Regions from separate parts of the Zea mays genome. Here all the other regions are linked to region 2. Evidence: chromatin contacts called from public Hi-C data. All regions are on one chromosome and are shown on one strand. Each heading gives the region's core, a stretch centred on a gene start, on an enhancer-like site or on the middle of the called end of the contact. The rest is flanking DNA. Distances are from core to core; before and after follow the strand shown.

Evidence for each region. Hi-C and Micro-C count contacts between places; a contact is called where the count stands out from the background.
Region 1: a contact with region 2 is called in a Hi-C map of ear, with 2.5 times the contacts expected there. The contact joins the promoter of LOC103634478 here to the promoter of LOC100383704 in region 2. A contact is called at or near these places in 2 of 25 Hi-C or Micro-C datasets (ear and tassel).
Region 3: a Hi-C map of ear shows a contact between it and region 2, with 5 times the contacts expected there. The contact joins the promoter of LOC103634474 here to the promoter of LOC100383704 in region 2. A contact is called at or near these places in 12 of 25 Hi-C or Micro-C datasets (bundle sheath, ear, leaf and 3 more).

Annotation. Positions count from the first base shown.
Region 1 is chr1:42,702,631-42,706,397 of Zm-B73-REFERENCE-NAM-5.0, forward strand. LOC103634478 (receptor-like protein kinase HERK 1) reads left to right here and starts at 2,281. Exons shown (of 1, transcript XM_008656103.4): 1 at 2,281-3,767. The coding sequence starts at 2,920.
Region 2 is chr1:42,331,754-42,335,433 of Zm-B73-REFERENCE-NAM-5.0, forward strand. LOC100383704 reads left to right here and starts at 1,758. Exons shown (of 10, transcript NM_001366832.1): 1 at 1,758-1,929; 2 at 2,049-2,144; 3 at 3,205-3,289. The coding sequence starts at 1,837.
Region 3 is chr1:42,028,655-42,032,381 of Zm-B73-REFERENCE-NAM-5.0, forward strand. LOC103634474 (photosynthetic NDH subunit of lumenal location 1, chloroplastic) reads left to right here and starts at 2,224. Exons shown (of 8, transcript XM_020546054.3): 1 at 2,224-2,466; 2 at 2,570-2,666; 3 at 2,763-2,849; 4 at 2,973-3,046; 5 at 3,135-3,257; 6 at 3,451-3,522; 7 at 3,660-3,727. The coding sequence starts at 2,425. LOC103634473 (125 kDa kinesin-related protein) reads left to right here. Exons shown (of 23, transcript NM_001346726.1): 23 at 1-91.

The DNA of each region.
Region 1 (3,767 bases), core at 1,031-3,530, 370 kb after region 2:
TTAGACTCAAGAACAACTTTGTATCCATCTCGACATAGCATAGACGCGCTAACGAGATTCTTCTTGATAGAGGGCACATGCTGCACGCTCTTCAATGGCACCGTCTTTCCCGAAGTAAACTTCAGAATGACCGTACCAACACCAAGAACATGAGCACGCGACCCATTTCCCATTAACAAGGCGCCAGACCTCCCGACCTGGTAGGAATTGAACATAGAGGCATCAGCACACACATGAATGTTTGCACCACTGTCCATCCACCACTCAGGTGAATTACAGATTGAAAGAACAAATGGTAAAGAATTACCATACCCAGATGTTCCACCTTCAGTTTCAGTGGTTACAACATTAGCTGATTTCTTGTCTTGAGTGAACTTGCGATCAGGGCACTCTCTTGCCCAATGTTGATCACTGCCACAGACAAAGCATCCTCCCTTTCCCTTGTTATTGTTGTTCTTCTTTTTAAACTGTGCTGTTTGAACAGGTTTATTCGCATTCTCTGGTTTGTTCTGGTTTTTCTTCTTGTTAAACTTGCGGAAGTTTCTCTTCTGCACCACATTAGCAGTAGAGGTCTCAACACCTTTTCCACTGTCCTTAGTTCTAGCTCTTTCCTCAACATCAAGAGTACCAATGAGCTCTTCCACATTGAACTCTTGTCTCTTATGTTTGAGAGAGGTAGCAAAGTCCTTCCAAGAAGGTGGCAACTTGGCGATTATACCGCCAGCCACAAACTTGTCAGGTAAAGGACAAGGAAAAAGTTCGAGTTCCTTAGCTAGTGCCTGAAACTCATGAGCTTGTTCCACTACAGATCGGTTCTCAACCATCTTGTAGTCATACAGCTGCTCCATGAGATACAGCTCGCTACCAGCGTCAGTAACTCCAAACTTTCCAACAAGAGCATCCCACAGCTCTTTCCAAAGATCGAAGGAGATTAAATCTCCTCCTATTTAATCTGAACAAGCCCTGAATTAGATGGCATTCCACAATCCCGACGTTATAATCAAATCCAAGACATGAAGAAGCTCTTGATCTCCCCCTGGGTGTGATTGGCCAGCCATCAAAATGTTTAGAGACGAGACCCAGCTATCACCCTCGAACCTTAGAACATTTGCCACTCCTCTAATCAACCCAGCTTGCAATGGATGCATGATTCTTTCTCATTGCACACATGAAATCTGGACCATGGAAATACCTCCCTTTAGGACAGGTTTGGTGATCAGAGATCACGAGGAATCCACAGAGGAGAAATCCTCTTCCTATTCAAAATTGAATAACAAGGAGATTGCTACTCGTGAATCCTCCCGTGATCCATAAGCACCAAATTAGTCCTCAAGGACTTTTGTAAGTCGCCGCCCGCCAACCCTGCTTGCCTAAAGCCCCTTGTATTGTTTGTAGGTCTGAAACAATCTAACGACACTAGTAGCTCCGTTAGTTGTAACAGAGAAAGAGAGTGAGGTCACACATGTCATGGTCAGATTGACCAAGTCTGTCTTCGTGGAAGTCGAGCGGCAACATAACCTCCGCAGATATACTTCATTGGAAGAGAGATGCCGCGTCAGTCACCGTTCCGCTCGCGCCCCTGCATCCAGCTGCACACCCCGACAGTCTTCGCCATCCATGCATCGCCGGTCAACTCGCGTGGGCGTAGGGCCTCCTAGGGCGAGACGGTGCCCCGTGCCGTGTCCCTCTCGCGGCACCGACGCGACGCGACGCGTACTGGTGGCTGGCGGCGTTCACGCCTCCTTCCGCCGCGCTTTATCCTCCATGTTTCCCGGCCCTTGTGTCGTCGTGTGTCCAGTCCACACGCCGGTTTCTGTTTCTCCTCCCCCCCGCGCGCACGCGAAACACGCCAGCAGCCTCGTCTGCCATCCGCCCGCGTATGCTACATCAGTCATCAGACAGACTTGTGTCTGTGAGGGACAGAGAAAGTATCGCGGTGCAGCCACTAGCTATTTCCCTCAAATTTTAATGGATATACGGTTCCGAGTCCGATCCAGTGTGCCAATCAATCCCCAATTCCATCGGTGCCATCTACTAGTACGGATCTAACGAACCTGAAACGTGTGCACCCTGCACCGGCAGCTAGCGTATGATCTCGTCTGGTGGTGGGGCGCACGACAACGACGACCGCCTGCCATGCCCACTGCACTCTGGTGACGACTGGTCGGGTTGCGCGGGGCGGACGACGCGGGCCGCTGGAGGCTTCCGCGGTCCTTCCCACCACCACCTCGCGAGCTGCGAAAGCAGAGCACCACCACCAGTCCACCACCAGCCACCAGCCACCAGCCAGGCCTAGAGATAGAAATAATAATTTGCCGTCGTTCTGCCGCAGAAACGAGAATTCCTTGGTCCCTGAAAAGGCATGTGTATGTATGCTCTTCTCGATGCCTCGTTTTCACCTGCCATTTTGTAGCTGCTGAATTGAAATTCGCTGAGGTCGACGTGAGCAAGCGCACAAGCGGCCGAGGGACCTGTAAACCACGAAAAAATGGCAGAATTAAAAAAAAAGGCTCCTGGTCCTGGTAAAATATCTAAAGCCATCCTCTAGCTCAGATCCTCGGAAAATGACAGTGATATGCTTTCCCCACTAACCAAAAGCTCCACCACCTCCCTCCCCAATATTACCTCCATGGCTAACCAAATCTCCAATCACCGAGCACCGGTTCCGCGTTCCTGTGGGTAGGCAGCTCTTAGGGTACCTACTAGCTGCTGCCCCTGTCCTGCCAGTTCGCAGATTCACTCTCAGCACGCCGCCAAACAGCAGCAGCTCCTGTCCTGTGCTAAGTAACCAACCATCCACCATGACTCCCATGGGGCCTTGATTCATGCTGCCTGCAACTGCAACCCTCGACGTCTCTGTTCCACTTCCAGGGACAGGTCCATGAGCTGCTTCTAGAGCCACTCCCTTCCGCCACGTCCATGGCTCGCGCCGTCCTCGACACGCTCCTGCGGGTCGCCGTCGTGCTGCTGCTGCTGCCCGCGCTGGTGGCCGCCGCGTTCACCCCGGCGGACGACTACCTCGTGCTCTGCGGCACGGCGGCGAACGCCACCGTCGACGGCAGGACGTTCCTCGGGGACGACGGCCTCCCCGCGGCGGCCGTGCTGCCGGCGCCCCGGGGCTCCGAGGCCAGCGCGTCGGCGGCCAGCGGCTCCGACGACGCGGCGCTGTACCGGTCCGCGCGCGTCTTCGCGGCGCCGTCCTCGTACACGTTCGCGATCAAGAGTCCCGGGCGCCACTTCGTGCGCCTCCACTTCTTCCCCTTCCGGTACGGGTCCGGCGACCTCGCCGCGGACGCCGAGTTCAGCGTGTCCGCGCAGGGCCTGCTGCTCATCGACGGGTACGCGCCCGCCAACGGCACGCCCGCGGTCCGGGAGTTCTCCGTCAACGTCGCCGGCGGCACGCTGGCGGTCGCGTTCGCGCCGGCGGCGGCGGGGAAGGTGGCGTTCGTCAACGCCATCGAGGTCGTGTCGCACCCCGACGACCTGTTCGCGGACACGGCGCAGACGGTGAGCCCCATGGGCCGCTACGCGGGGCTGTCCACGCAGGCGCTCGAGACGGTTAACAGGGTCAACATGGGCTCTCCCAAGATCACGCCCAGGAACGACACGCTGGGAAGGACGTGGCTTCCCGACGAAGCCTTCCTGGTCGACAGTTCGGTCACGGTGCACAGGGATGTGGCGCCGTCGAAGCTCCGGTGGACGCCAGGCTTGGCGACGCCCGAGACGGCGCCAGGCATGGTCTACGCTACAGCGACGGAGATCAACAC
Region 2 (3,680 bases), core at 508-3,007:
CAATCATAAAGAATGCAAGAACAAAGCAAGTCAAAAAATATGTGAATTATAAATGTAAAAACAAAGATAATTCACAAATTAAAGTCTGCCAGATTTATAATAAAACAGACAAGTATGTACAATACATAGTACAATTTGCAGTCTAAATATCGAATTTAGACACACTAACACAAGTTAGAACTGAATTGATATATAAAACAGAGTCTTATACTTAAAATCCAGAATTTAAAATAATAAAATAGACCATATAGGCCAATCGGGCCGAGGCGGCCCAACAGGCCCAATAAGGATGGCAGTTAGGGTAAAAACCCTAACTGCTCATCCCCTTCCCACAGTAGCCGGCGGCCCCTGATGGCGGTTCGCGGTGGCGCGCGCGATGGCCTAGGTGCGCGTACGCGCGGTCTCCCGGCGGCAGCGCGGGCAGACCCAGCGCGAGGGGGCGAGGGCTAGTACGGCGCGGCTGCGGCGGTCCCAGCCTCAGCCAGGCGCGCGCGGCCCCGAGCCCCGGCTCGCCGGCGGGCGGCCCGGCCAGGAGCGGCGGCCAGGCGCGCGCGCGGTGCCTAGCCCCGGCAGCGCAGGCGCGGCGGCCTGCCATGGCGCGCGGCGTGTGCGGCTGCCCGGCCGAGGCGCTGCCCGGCCCAGGCGCTGGCGGCGCGCGGCTGCCCGGCCCAGGCGCTGGCGCGGCGGCTCCGATCCGGGCTCCTCCCGTGTGCACGTCCCCTTGGCGTGGCCTCGGGCAGTGCGCAGCCCCGACGGGCGGCGCAGGCGTGTGGCCTCGTTGCGCGATGCGGAGATTTCCCCGGCGGCGCGGCCTTTGCAGCGTGGCGGTTTCCGGCGCGCGCAAGCGCGGCCCCGTCGGCCACTGCGCCGGTGCGGTCAGGCACAAGACCACGGCCCGACAGTGCGGGTGCGGCCCAAGCACGGGCGCGTAGCCTCGGCCGGGCCATCGACGTGCGATTCCCGCCATGACCGGCTACGGCGCAACGACCACAGCACAGCGCACGGGCGTCTCCGGCCAGGTGCATGGGCGGCCCCGCGCCACGGCGACCCAGCACGACTGTTGACGCCTCAGAAAGTGCTCTGCATGCATTCAAGAGGAACAGTATACAGAGGAATAGTATACATCGTACGTACGGTTTTTTTTTCCTGAGAGATCAAAGTTCCTTTTCCTGATTGCGAGCGACTTATTCTTCTTTCCTTGCATCTCTGATCTCTTCTTGCATGTCTGATCTCGCGAGCGGTGCTGATAACGTGTTGAAGTATACTCAGTGGCAAATGAGAATTGAGAGAGAAACAAATGACAGAACTGTTTGTATTCCACAGATCATTACACTTATATACAAGTGAAGGGGTGTATCCCAAAAGGGGTGTCCCTTGGGAAAAACTGTCGCACCCCTTGGATTGATCACATATGTAATATTTTGTAACATTCTTCGCGCCGGATTACCCCCACCAACCGCAGCCCGGGTCGGGTTTCAGCAGCGCTTGCTTTGCTTAGCGGAGCGACACCGCCAGTGATGGATGGCCACGTAATCCGGTGTCGGCTCGTTAACCACAAACGTCCAAGCGTCAGAGCGCGCCGACCTGGCGTCGGCTGGATGGCTGCGGGGACTGGAATGGATGGAACAATCAAAATCACTCGGCCCATACGCGTTGCCCGCCCATCTCTCTCTCTCTCTCTCTTCCTGCGCCCACACGCACGTTTCCACTCCGACCGGGCCAGAGCCCCGCCGGGCAGTTTCCGTTCGCTGTTGCGATCCACCTCCTGCCTGCACATCCCCTCCCCCGAGTTCGAGCCGGAGGGCCGAAGAGTAGATCTGCGGCGGCGGCCAGAGGATGGCCGTCAACTGGGAGCTGCGGGGCTGCTGCGACCACGACCAGAGGATCTTCATCGCCGCCGTCGGCGTCTCCACCGTCGTCATCCTCCTCGTGAGTGCCCCCGAAGCCTTCTCATTTGCTCCCGGTCTCTCTCTCTCTCATAGTATGATTCTCCTTGTGGTTCCGAAAGGGGCTTTCTGACTCGCCGTCATGTGCGGTGCCTTTTGCAGCTCTGGAGGACGTTCCTGCTCACGCCGTTCAAGCTCATCACCGTCTTCCTCCACGAGACCAGCCACGCGCTTGCCTGCAAGCTCACTTGCGGCGATGTAAGCCATTAAAAACCCTTACTCGTTCCAGCACTCGCTTTAAGGAGGGGGGAAGGGAGGGGGAAAAAAAACTCCGCTGCGCTGTGATGGTGGCACATTCAGGGAGCGAAGTCCGATTAGGCTCCAGATGGGGGAGGATAGGGAAACGTAGTTGGGTGGGAAAGGCAGGCGCCCTGTCAGTGTGGATCATGGATTCCATATCCCATAGTGCGGGCGCGCTTTTTATACCTTTGCTTAATTGCTTTGTTACTCACGGCTCACGGGAGCAGAATATGGGCCTGTTTGGTTAGCTTTTCTGAGAATCTGACTGTGGGGAGAATTTGGCTGTGGGGAGAATCTGAGTATCATTATGATTACGTGTGGAGGAAGATAAAGTTATTCATAGGGCTCAGGATCTAGAAAGTGACGGATTCCTACTATTACAACGACTCAACCGATTATGTGTTTATGTTGATTTTGAATGGTTTTTGCCCCAACGAATTTTATAGAAGCTGGCTGAAAAGCTGAACGTTTGACAGTCCGCAGCAGCTTTTGGTGGCCAGAAGCTGACAGAAGCCGAAACAAACAGACCCTATACCGTGCATCTTTGCCATTCTTGTGTACAGAGGGATTTCATTCCTGGATTAGTTGCTGGGCTTGCTTTTTCTCCTATCCGCAAGCATCCCTTGACTCTTGTCGCAGTTGCACTGTTCACCGTCCAAGTCTCTGGTCAATGAATGCCAACTGTCTGCAAAATGTGCTCTCCTTGGCATTCTGGTCTCCAGCCACCTTGTAATGCAAACCAGAAATGGCTCTCTGTCTAAGGGACCTTAGAACATTGTGCGGTGTAAAGGGGAAGTAACACATGCTTTTGGAGTACGCAATGTTTTGACTTCGACCGGATTTTGCCTTTTGATTCATGTTGAATTTGGCATCTGACGCATTACTTAGACATATTATTTTGGCCATCCTTTGCCAACTTACCACATCAAGACATTATTGTATCTACTCAGCGTTGATGCCACATAAGGTATCAAATTTTCATTAGACATGTTATTGATTTCAATTTGATTGGCTTCAGGTAGAAGGCATGCAGGTCCATGCGAATGAGGGTGGCGTTACTCAAACCCGGGGTGGCATATATTGGATAATCTTGCCCGCTGGATGTAAATCACTTGTCCCCTACATCCTTCTTTCTTATATGATTGGTCACAAGAATGGGAATAAAATTGCGCAACATCTTATTTTCTTTTACTCAGCAAGTCAACCTCCTAATTTTGTATTCTCCCTGATATTTTAATGCATGGGAACTAAATTATCGATTCTACAAAATTTTTTAACCTAATTGCCAAGAACTAAATTTATGACGAATTATTCATGGGACTCGTCTGTTGGAGTAACCTTGCCTTGTTCTTTTTAAGTAACCTTACAATCTTTTAACATCTAACAACCATAAAAGAACATCTCTATGGACTAGATTTGTTCTTCTAATCAGTCTAAATTTTATGCCCCCTTATTCAAGCAATTTGCCTTTGGTCTTTTTCACGATGCTATGTT
Region 3 (3,727 bases), core at 974-3,473, 300 kb before region 2:
TATTGGATTTCAATTTGTATCATGTAAAATCAACATAATATTCTCACTTATGCCTTCCATTTCTGATCAGTCATTTGAGTAAAGTAGCATGCAATGTCGAATTTGTTTCTCGTCCCTGAATGTGTACATGGTAAGTTCAAAACCATAATAAGTGCTATTAAAAGCTTGCTAACATGGTATGTATCTCGCGAATCCACCTGTTACTTCTGTAACGTGCTTTCCATTTTTTTCCTAACGCAAAATGTTGCAGTACTGAGCCCTTCCGTTTGTTCGTGCTATCTGGGCAGGAGATCACATGAGGAAAGCACAGCACAGAGAATAGAGTGATACGCAGAACGGCTCATAAATCATTTTGGGAAAGAGAAAGGTGAGAGGTAAGGATATGTGATGCAGAACAACACAGAGGAGCAGGGCCTTCTGAGGGAAGATCACGTTTCATCGACCAGCGATGCAGAGGTATGTTCCTCCCTTCCCTTCCCTTGTTCCAGCATTTTCCCTACTTTTCTCTTGAAGAAAAAAGAAACTGTCTTCTGTGCACTCTGTTCTTCACAATCTTGTTATGAACTCGCTAGAGATGCAACCTAGTGACCTACTATATATAATAATATTGTACATTGCTTGGCAATTGGCATCAGTATTTCGGGTATAATATTGTATCTTTTGTAGTGATTTACGTATAATTTATCTAGCTAGATCAATGGATGGATCTTGGAAGACTGCGAGCTTTTTCAGTGGTATATGTTTACCATGTTGTCGAGATTTCGTACGCATTTTGGGTTCTAAGGAGCGTATGAATTTGACAACGTTTGCATTGCAATTCCATTAGCGCAGAGTTCGTACTACTAAATCAAATAGCTTTGCCCTTGCTCGTTCTGCTGGCAGGAGCGCAGAGTTCTGGAGGAGCAACTTGGCTGGGCCAGACTGGAGCGGCAAAAGATCCTCGCTTTGTCTGCGGAGGCTGACGATGCAATCTGGCATCTGGCCACGCTCGCACGGAGGAGGATGCAAGAAAGGGACGAGGCCAGGAACCAGGCGAGGATGCTGCTCGCGGACCTCCAGGCAAGGAACGCCCGGATGAAGGCGGCGGTTCCCGGAGCATCGTGCTCCAGAGTCGCGCGGCCTGACGCGTTCGCCGCCACCGGCTACGAGCACATCCAGGCCCAGGCCCAGGCCCAGGCCCAGGCACTCGCTCCTGCCGCGTTCGGGCCGCGGGGGCAGCGTGCCCGTGCGGGAACTGGCTACTACTGCGTTGCGTCGTCCAGCGGCTTCGGCCACAGGAGCATCGACTCGTCTCTGGACACCTGCGCCGTTCAGCCGTCGCTGCTTGGCTTCGCTTCCTCGAGCTCGAGCCAGGAGCATTTCGACCCTGACATGTTCTTGGTGGACGTCGCAGAATCGCCGCAGGATGTCGTTCCGGTTCCGGCCACCGCAGACTCAAGCCAGGGGAGAAGCTCCGGCTCCGGCTCCGGCACTTATGGTCATAGTTTGGCGAGCAAAAGGCCTTGCAGTGAAAGGAAGTAATAAATCATCAGCTCAAGCTGCAGCACGTCCTGCCACGGGCCATGGCCATGCTGCCTAAATCCTAGGCCGGTGCCATGTTAGTGCTTGCTCGGTAAAACTTATAAGATTATTGATGTGTTGTGGATTTGAATGGCGCCTAGTGTCTTTTACTGTGTTTGGTTTAAGGTCAACATGGGATGAGGCGCCCCTCGATTTTTTAGCATCACGCCGCCACCAAAAACTACTCTGGTGTTTACCTCGTTCGTACGTGACTCTCATTCAAACACTATTGAAACTATTTAATTAACTATCAATTAACTAAGGAAAAATCAACCAATTAGTTAAGAAAGGAAACTAACAAACAACTATCAATTAGTTAAAAAAGGGAACTAATTGATCAACTATCAATTAGCTAAGAAAAAACTAATAAATCAACTAAGGAAAAAAACAAATAAACCTAGCTGCATTATGCAACAGGCTTACTAGCATTGAATAATTGTGGCCGTTGTTGTATATCGCTTATCATGGTGTCATGAAATTATGTAACCTGGAAATTTTGTTTTTTTGGCATAAAAATCACTGTATTCAGAACAGTTCGTCTTGGGTCATCAACGACCTACCCACCAGAAGGGCTGTTTGCCTGTTGAGAGGGACGCCCATTTTTGTCAGCCAGTGCTCTGTCCAAGACAAAGAAGCAAGAGTGCTGAAATGAGAGGATAATGAGCATGCTGACTTGGCTGCCTTGGCTTCCACCCACACACTCGATAGGGGAAAAGCGAGCCCTTCCACGGTTCCACCACCCACTCGATAGTGGAAAAGTGAGCTCGAGCGTGTCCAGCAGCTATGGATAACTGACGATGGGGGTAACAAGCTTCACAGAACTCTCCCTCGAGCTCAGCGCTACCCTGAACAACTGAAGCCGAAATGGCGAGCCTGCAGAACCTGGTCTGCTCCGTATCCAAACAAGTACGTGCTCAAGCCCCTTCCTCACTGTTTTTTTCTGGAATTCATTTACTTTCCCTGCAGTTCTGAGGAGTAATAACAGCTTGAACCCGTTGCTTGTTTCCAGCTGGCTGTGCCAAATTGCGCGGCGACTACCAAACTGAACAGGGCTCCTCCCTCAGCTGTGGCGGCGAGCTCGATCCAAGGATCTTTGGACGACACCAGTAACCCCCCCTTTTGTTGTTGTTGTTGTTTTTTTTCCGTTCATGCATCTAGTGGTCGACAGAATCCTGGTTCATAACATCTCTCCGCTTGTATAGAGGTCACGAAGAGACGGCTAGCTTTGCTTGGTGCTGGAGCGTTAGCCACTGGCCTACTGAGGACAAGCTCTGCTGCGTTCGCTGAAGGTAACGATCATCCCTATATAGATGGCCTGGCATTGTATCTATCAGGATCGGACTAGGACGGTGTCCTCGAGCAGCGTTTTTTTTGCGTTTCTTACCTGTTTGACACTGATCGGAGCTGTTCAGAGGTGCCGAAGAATTACAAGTCGTACGTGGACGCGAAAGACGGGTACTCGTACCTTTATCCAGCTGAATGGAGGGTAGGTTGGCGCCATGCGATCGATTCTTGAACAGTTAAGAACTGTAGGGTGATTTTCATGGTGCCTTCGTTCCCTTGTCCCTGGATAGGATTTCGACTTCTTGGGTCATGATTCTGCGTTCAAAGACCGCAACCTGGCCCTTCAGTGTGTTCGTGTGGGGTTCATTCCTACCGAGAAAACAGACATCCGCGACCTAGGACCGATGGATGAGGTGGGGGTTTTGTTTCCTTCTTTCGACTATGTATTCTTCTTCTTTTTTATGGAAAAACTATGTGTTCTTCACTTTGATTAGGCACAAAAGATAAAACACATACTCTCTCCTCCGTTTAAATTATATACGTTTTAGCTCTGATAATCACTTTTGCTGATGTGATGAATATGTTTTTTTTTCCACATTACACCAGGCCATCTTCAACCTGGTAAACAACGTCTACGCTGCCCCGAACCAAATACCGTCGATCTACGACATGCAAGAGGTCTGTCATCTGTTCATCGCTTTATGCATGCAATTATCATTTGTTTGGAGTTGCCAAATCTAGTTGGATAACTCTGAGCAAAAAAATAAAAAAAATGGTGCTAGTGAAATAAGCGGCCTATCCTACTATTTTTGCAGCGCACCGTGGACGGCAAGAACTACTGGACGTTTGAGTACGATCTGGAGGCTCCGGGCTACGGCGTTTC